Linked DNA regions of Mus musculus: region 1 is linked to region 2. A link is a contact called in public Hi-C data. All regions are on one chromosome and are shown on one strand. Each heading gives the region's core, a stretch centred on a gene start, on an enhancer-like site or on the middle of the called end of the contact. The rest is flanking DNA. Distances are from core to core; before and after follow the strand shown.

Evidence for each region. A called contact is a pair of places that touch in the nucleus more often than the background predicts.
Region 1: a Hi-C map of uterus shows a contact between it and region 2, with 7 times the contacts expected there. The contact joins the promoter of Zc3h12b here to the promoter of Spin4 in region 2. A contact is called at or near these places in 1 of 39 promoter capture datasets (cranial neural crest), 1 of 484 Hi-C or Micro-C datasets (uterus) and 3 of 115 datasets of contacts at active chromatin or transcription factors (the NIH/3T3 cell line, astrocytes and embryonic forebrain).

Annotation. Positions count from the first base shown.
Region 1 is chrX:95,710,028-95,713,789 of GRCm38.p6, reverse strand. Zc3h12b (zinc finger CCCH-type containing 12B) reads right to left here and starts at 2,112. Exons shown (of 9, transcript NM_001034907.3): 1 at 1,644-2,112.
Region 2 is chrX:95,025,355-95,028,729 of GRCm38.p6, reverse strand. It overlaps Spin4 (spindlin family, member 4), which reads left to right and starts at 2,048. Exons shown (of 1, transcript NM_178753.4): 1 at 2,048-3,375. The coding sequence starts at 2,536. The coding sequence ends at 3,285.

The DNA of each region.
Region 1 (3,762 bases), core at 863-3,362, 680 kb before region 2:
ATTCCAGAATTTAATGATCAAGTCCTTAACAGCACTTGCAAAACAAAATATCATTTTCCCATATGTTTATGACAGTTTGTGGGAATGCTAGGCTATGTGGTACTTACTTGACCATATTCATTATTGTCAAATTCTTTTCCTTTAGATGTAATAGTATTTCAAATAATTAGGAGTAAAATTCATCAAGACCTTTTGCAAACAGAAACGACCTCTAAGTTTGAAATCTAGGCTCCTGAAGCATGCCTGTCTGCCAATGCATAGCAGATAACTCACATCGAGGTAGAAAACTATTTTTTCCCCTAGTATTATACTTTAAACACAGGAACATCTCAAACACAAAAGCAATCCATATAAGACATTTTCCCTAAAACTATCAAGAAACTGGAAGTGTTAACAGATTCACTAGCCAAAGTTACCTAATCACACACAGCATCTATATACTTTTTAAAGTTCTCTAGCTTAAAAGAGGTAACCGAAAACTAAATTTAGCTTTTCCACCAATGTGCTTCTTTTTCTCCACTTCTTTTTAGATAAGAGACCTGAAATGGCTTAAAACTGTCAGGATGGAAGAGAGTGAAATAAAAGAACCCATCTTTTGTTGTCAGCCCACAGGAGTACCTTGCAATTAAAATTATACATCAATTCAAATTGAGTTCACGTTTGAAAAGGGTCAACTGGGAACTGTAAATTTTCACATCTGCTTTTAAAGTAACAGTCTCACACCTCAAAATAATTGTGAAAAACGCCTTGCAACTTTAGAACCTTATCTAATCATGGTATCCAAAGTCTCACTTTGGGTGTCTTGGGCCAAATGTTTTTGAGAGAAGTTGACTATTTTCAACTATACCTTATACTCTAATTTAAGAAGAACAAATAAGTCACAACTATCTTTATTTTTATTAAGAGTATCTAAGTTTCACCAACACATTTTTAAATGAAGACGTGAGTCATTTTTGATGAAGAATACTTTGTAAAATGTTTCCCCTATTGTCAATATTTTACTTTGTCCACTTCTCAAGTTTGGTGGTACTTTGGTTGTCAAATAGGACATGTCACTAGTTTTGTCTTATTATCACTATTATTTAACATAACTAATATCTGCCTAGCTTTACATGCTAAGAATCAGGGGCTAGGCATATGGCTTGCCTACTGCACATGAGTATAAACAATACTGCAAAGTAAGGTACCACTCAAGCTATCTGGTCAATTCTTTCGTCATGAAGCATCAGCAATGCGGAGGATGGGCTCTTGACAAGCCTCAGGTCAGGTCAGGCTGTCTCCCGTGATCAAGAGTCAGAGCCACAGTTAGAACAAGGAGTAAAATGTGAACAGGGCACTAGAAGAATCTGTTTCCAGACCAGAGACTAAGAAGGTGCACGACTGTACTTAGAATCATCAGCATCTAAGAAGCAACCCCAGGCCTTAATCACTGACACTATGTTTCTGGAAGCCAGGATTGAGATCACAAAGTGACGGCTTTCAAAAGGAAAACTAACTGGAAGAAATTACCCGCGAGCAGATGCAGGAAGGGTGTCAGAAGCTTCTGAATGAGAGTGCAGAGCTTCATTGGCCTGCTGGGGCCCCAGAGACCCTAAGACCAGAAAACAGCTTGAGCACCAGGAGACTGCGGTGCCACTACTCACCCCTACTCTCCTAAGGTCTTGTTGTCGCCTCGCACCATGCAGCCCCTGCGGAGGGGAAAACTTTCCCCCTCCCCCGCCGCTGAGGGTGGGATCCGCGGAAGAGAGGAGGCGGCGTCGCAGCTGTTCAAGCAGGGCCAGATAAGCGCCGGGTGCAAGAGAACCAGCCTGGCGCTTGTGCCCCTGGCGGCCACCAACTTCACCACCATCGACTTGGAGGGCCAGGAGGAAGCAAAGGCGGCAGGCCTTCGCCCAGCAGACCGAACTCTCCCGGAATACTAGGCCTGCGCTTCTGGCAGGACCGTCTGCCCCGGTCCTCTCAGCAACAGGACCCCCCAGGCTTAATTCCAATTGCTTTGGCCCCGCGACCACAGAACAGTGGCTGCTCCCTCTTGGGGCCGCGGTCGCAGCTGCATCCTCGTGCTCCTCTTCCTCTGGCGCTGCTGCCTACACACACAGCCCCGGCGCAGTTACCACCGCGGCGCCTGGATCGCCGTTTCTTAGCAACCGCGCGCATGCGCCCCACCCCCGCCAGGGACCACTGGAGCCGCGGTCTGATCTCGGACGAGTTTGGTTTGCGACCTAGAAAAAGTGAACAAAACCCCACTTCCTAGGCAGGCCCTAACGTCAGGGTAAAAGAATCGTGAGGAGAGGTCCAAGATGTTCTGAAATGGAGAGGCCTGGAGACTTAGGATGAGATCCTTGGATAGGCATGTGAACTATGGATGGTTTTCCTGCAGGCTTTTCTTGTACTTTACCAGAGTGATCTTTATAAAACTCCCAACTCTCACTTGCCTCTGGTCAGGAGAATGGAATTGCTGCCAAATTTGTATTTCTGTTCTTTTTCTAACCTCTCTAAATCTGTTTCTTCAACTGTAAATGAGAAACACAGTACTCTGAATACTTATAAGGATGAAGAGAAAAAGTACGTGAAGCACTTAACATACATAACCTACTGTGACACAGAGTAAGCATTCAATAAAAAAGGAGCTATTTGCAATGGCTCATCACTCTGTACAATACAAGACAAAGTGCCTGCTCTCTAGTTGAACATTCTAGCTTAATAAAGTCCTCCGAGAGTAGTCTGGTTTCATTCTAATTCCAGACCTTAGTCACCCAACTGTAGATAGGTTTTACACATTCTCAGATTGAAGTGTATAAAATGCCTACATACATTTTCTATTTTCATCTGGAAAAGAAATCTGTGTGAGCCCAGGAACTAATGAACATCCAGTGATCTTTCCAAAACTACTCATTAATGTTAAAAGACTAGTACTAAAAACTGACATTTAAACAATGGTTATACATAAAACATTTTGTGTCATTTTCTGCTGGCTATTGATCTTCTGAAAATCAGCCTTAACTTTTCTGTAATGTGTAATTATAAGACAAAAACATGTAATTAATTCTGAACATAATACAATGTATAAATAGTATGTGCATATTTACAGAATATACCCTACTGAATGATAATCTAATGAAATATACATTTTAGATACTATTTAAAAGCCTATGCCATGTAAAACCTTTGCAAAGCCCTAAAAATGTTAATAAGATATAATTTTCAAATGGACTATAAATTTAAAATGAAACTTTATGGCAACCAGAGAGCCAGTAAATATTTTAAAAACTGTATTTTCAGTGGTGTCTAAACACTAAATTGCCTTCCTTTGGTCACATGCTCTAGCTGCATCTATTGTATTGATAAAGAAGTAAGTCCTATCAACAAACAGAAGTGTCTATACACATTTGTAAAGAAAGAAGACTTTCTTATTGAATAAACACAAAAAAGTACATGCAGATGGTTGGCCTTCAAGTCACTGCAAATTTAAGATGAAATTTAAGATGGGATTTGAGGTAGATGTTTGCTTAACTAATTGACTTATTCTAAAAGAATAGTAAAACATCTCCAGAGTCACACCACACATACTCCTGATGGTTGCAGCTTAATATGAGGTTCTAAAGTAACTTTGAAGATACACATTTACAAGAGTAAATATGCCAGAGATGGGGAATTTGTAATACCTGCAGTCATTTATCAATAATTTCAATGTTAGAGAAAATATAAAGGGTCATTATGTCCATTAATGAGGTACTCTACAAAGCTAAGCAGTAATAGTCA
Region 2 (3,375 bases), core at 799-3,298:
TGGGTATATAAATCATACTTCAAGACAGGCCAACATAAAAGAGACTCCATGTTTTTGTGTATGCTTTTTTTGTCTTATTGTTTTTGTTTGTTTGTTTTGATTTGTTTTTTTTTAGAGAGAGCATAATGTTGGGTTGGGGAAATATGATCCAATTATTCTATATTTAAAAAAAATGAATGGAACCACAACTTCAACTTTTGGATTTCAGGGAGGAAAACAAAAATAAAGACGAGTTCAATTAATCAATTCATATATGAAAAGGAGAGTTGTATTAGTTACTTTTTCTGCCTTAGACTATTTAGGATAAATGAGGAGCCATTGAAGGAATATTAAGAACAAACAGTGTGGGTTAACTGAAGTTCTCTGGGGGAAAAGCCACACATACGTTGAACTTTGTACATGGTTGATTAACTGACTCAGTTATGAGTATAATGGAGGAGTTCAGCTGTCGCAGTTCCAGAGTCACATTATCTTAAACTATCTTCACCCTCACCCCACCCAAAATGGTCATGTATTGTTCAACTCTGTGAGTGACCTAACCATTCTTCCGGCTATTAGGTAAGTTCTTTTGGAATGTGTGCACAGATCCTCGGCTTTCACTGGCCCAAAGGCAGGGAATGCTGTCAGATAGTATCTGAAGCCTACTGCAGAAGTTTCTCCGGTTTGCTATAACACGCCTACCCAAGGCTTCCCCTGATGCCTTTTAAAAGTTTCCTGATTTATAGTTCTCTTTGTTTTGCTGCTATAAAAATTTCATGAGGCCAGTTGGGTAAGAGGCTTATCTTACAAAGGAACTTGTGGCATAAACCTGTGGACTTGGGTTCAATCCATTGAATTCAAGTAAATGTGGAAGGAAAGAAGTTACTACACAATGTTATCTTCTGATTTCCACTTTTCCACTTCTGCCCCCTTCCAACATAGACACTTCATGCACACACAGGTTAATAATAAACAGCAGCGACAACACCAACAAAATTCCATGAAACTGTTACCACATTGGAACATAGAACTTGGGGTAACCTAAAGTTGTGGACCTTGGTCTTGGTCACTTATATTTGATTCTAGAATAAACCATCTTTTATTTTGAGATGAGAGCTGTGTTCTTTATGTTCACATATGGAACCATTAAAAATTGTGTTTCCAGCCTGGCATGGTGGCGCATGGTTTTAATCCCAGTACTTGGGAGGCAGAGAAGGGGGGGGGGGCATATCTCTGAGTTCGAGGCCAGCCTGGTATGTAGAGTGAGTTCCAGGACAGTCAGGGCTACCCAGGGAAACCCTGTCTCAAAAAACTGAAAAACAAATCATGTTTCCAGCATATTTAATCATGACAGAAACTACTCGTGATATAAGTGACAAAGTAAGCAAAAAAGGTATAGAAATATAAAAGTTGCTCTCAAATGCATAAGGTTATAGAAAGATATATTAATAAGAAATCAGCTTAATAAACATTTTGATGTTTGCCTGGTTTGTATGGCTAAAGTTAGTTTTGTTTTGCTTTGCTTTTTATTTCACTCAGTTTTAGAAAAGCAAATACCAGCATATTTTCCTTCCACTTAGAAAAACATACTAAAAATCGTTAGGACGAATGATCAGGTAGAAAATATAAAGGAGAGTTTAAGTTAACATGGTGGACTGTGCACGACTTTTCCCCAATCCCGCTTCAAATTTCTTAAAAAAGAAAGAAATTGTAGATTTGTTTATACAATTTCTCCCACCCCACGTATTTTTTTTTCTTTCTTTTTCACTTTTCTTTTCTTTTTCTGCTTGTGAGGAATTCCTGGAAGATAGAAAGCAGATGGAGCCTCAGTGAAGTATGCAGTTGGGCAGCAGACAGCCTGCAGGGGAGGAGGGGTGTTGTACTGTCTGGTTCTGGTGGGAATGAACCGGCTGGGGGGCCACGGGAGTAAAGGAGAGAGCCTGTGTCAGTGTGGCTGCCCCAGGAGCGGAAGGCAGGACGGAAGCGGGAGGGGTGGAGGAAAGGAGAGGGCGGGCTCAGAGGAGGAGGATTCCCTAAGCAACAAAAATCCCGGTTTCGCAGATTGGCCAAGCTGACAAGCGCTGCCAAGACCAGGCCGCGCAAAGCGCAAACTGCTGGGAGACGTGCTACTGCCTGCACTTTCGTGGCCGCGAAACATCCCTGTTATCTCCGGTCCAGGTTAACAGTCCACTTCTTCTCTGTTGCCGTTCTGCGACCGCAGCAGCGTTGACAACAGCTAAGTGGCGGATTCTGGCTGGGACGTGGGCTTGGGAGTCCGGGAAGGCGCCAGGGGCGGACAGAACGAACCCGGGAGCCCGCCATCTCTCTGGAGCCATCACTATTGCAGTCACCCCTCCCTGAAGGAGGAAAAAAGCACTAGTGAGCGGCACTCTCTGTCTCAGTTCCCAGTCAGTTAGCTCTTTTCTGACAAAATCTGAAAAGAGGACTGATACAGTCTCTCGGATCGCGAAAAATATCTGCCGTTGGACACTGCTGACTGTTAGTCAGCTTGTTAAGCAAAGAGCAGCTTTACTTTGGCCACCGAAGCCTCGAGCCATGTCTCCTCCGACTGTGCCTCCTACTGGGGTGGATGGTGTGTCCGCGTACCTGATGAAGAAAAGGCACACTCACAAGAAGCAGCGCCGTAAGCCCACTTTCCTCACTCATAGGAACATCGTGGGCTGCCGCATTCAACACGGCTGGAAAGAAGGCAATGAGCCCGTGGAGCAATGGAAAGGTACTGTGCTCGAGCAGGTCTCCGTGAAGCCCACTCTGTATATCATCAAATATGATGGCAAAGACAGTGTGTACGGACTGGAACTGCACAGAGATAAGAGAGTTTTAGCGCTGGAGATTCTTCCTGAGAGAGTTCCTTCTCCTCGCATTGACTCTCGCCTGGCCGATTCCCTGGTTGGGAAGGCAGTGGGACATGTGTTCGAAGGTGAGCATGGCAAGAAAGATGAGTGGAAGGGTATGGTGTTGGCGCGAGCCCCCATCATGGATACTTGGTTTTACATCACCTACGAGAAAGATCCGGTCCTCTATATGTACACCCTGCTGGACGACTACAAAGATGGTGACCTGCGTATCATTCCAGATTCCAACTACTACTTCCCTGCAGCTGAACAGGAGCCTGGGGAGGTGCTCGACAGCCTTGTGGGCAAGCAGGTGGAACACGCCAAAGACGACGGGTCCAAGAGAACTGGGATCTTTATTCATCAGGTGGTAGCCAAGCCATCTGTCTACTTCATTAAGTTTGATGATGATATTCACATTTATGTCTATGGCTTGGTGAAAACCCCGTAAGTTTATAGACCTCTTTGCGAAACGTGTGGAACTATCAGAGGATAAATATTTTATGTTCTCAAAATTAAGTTTTTCTGAGGTCAATTTTGA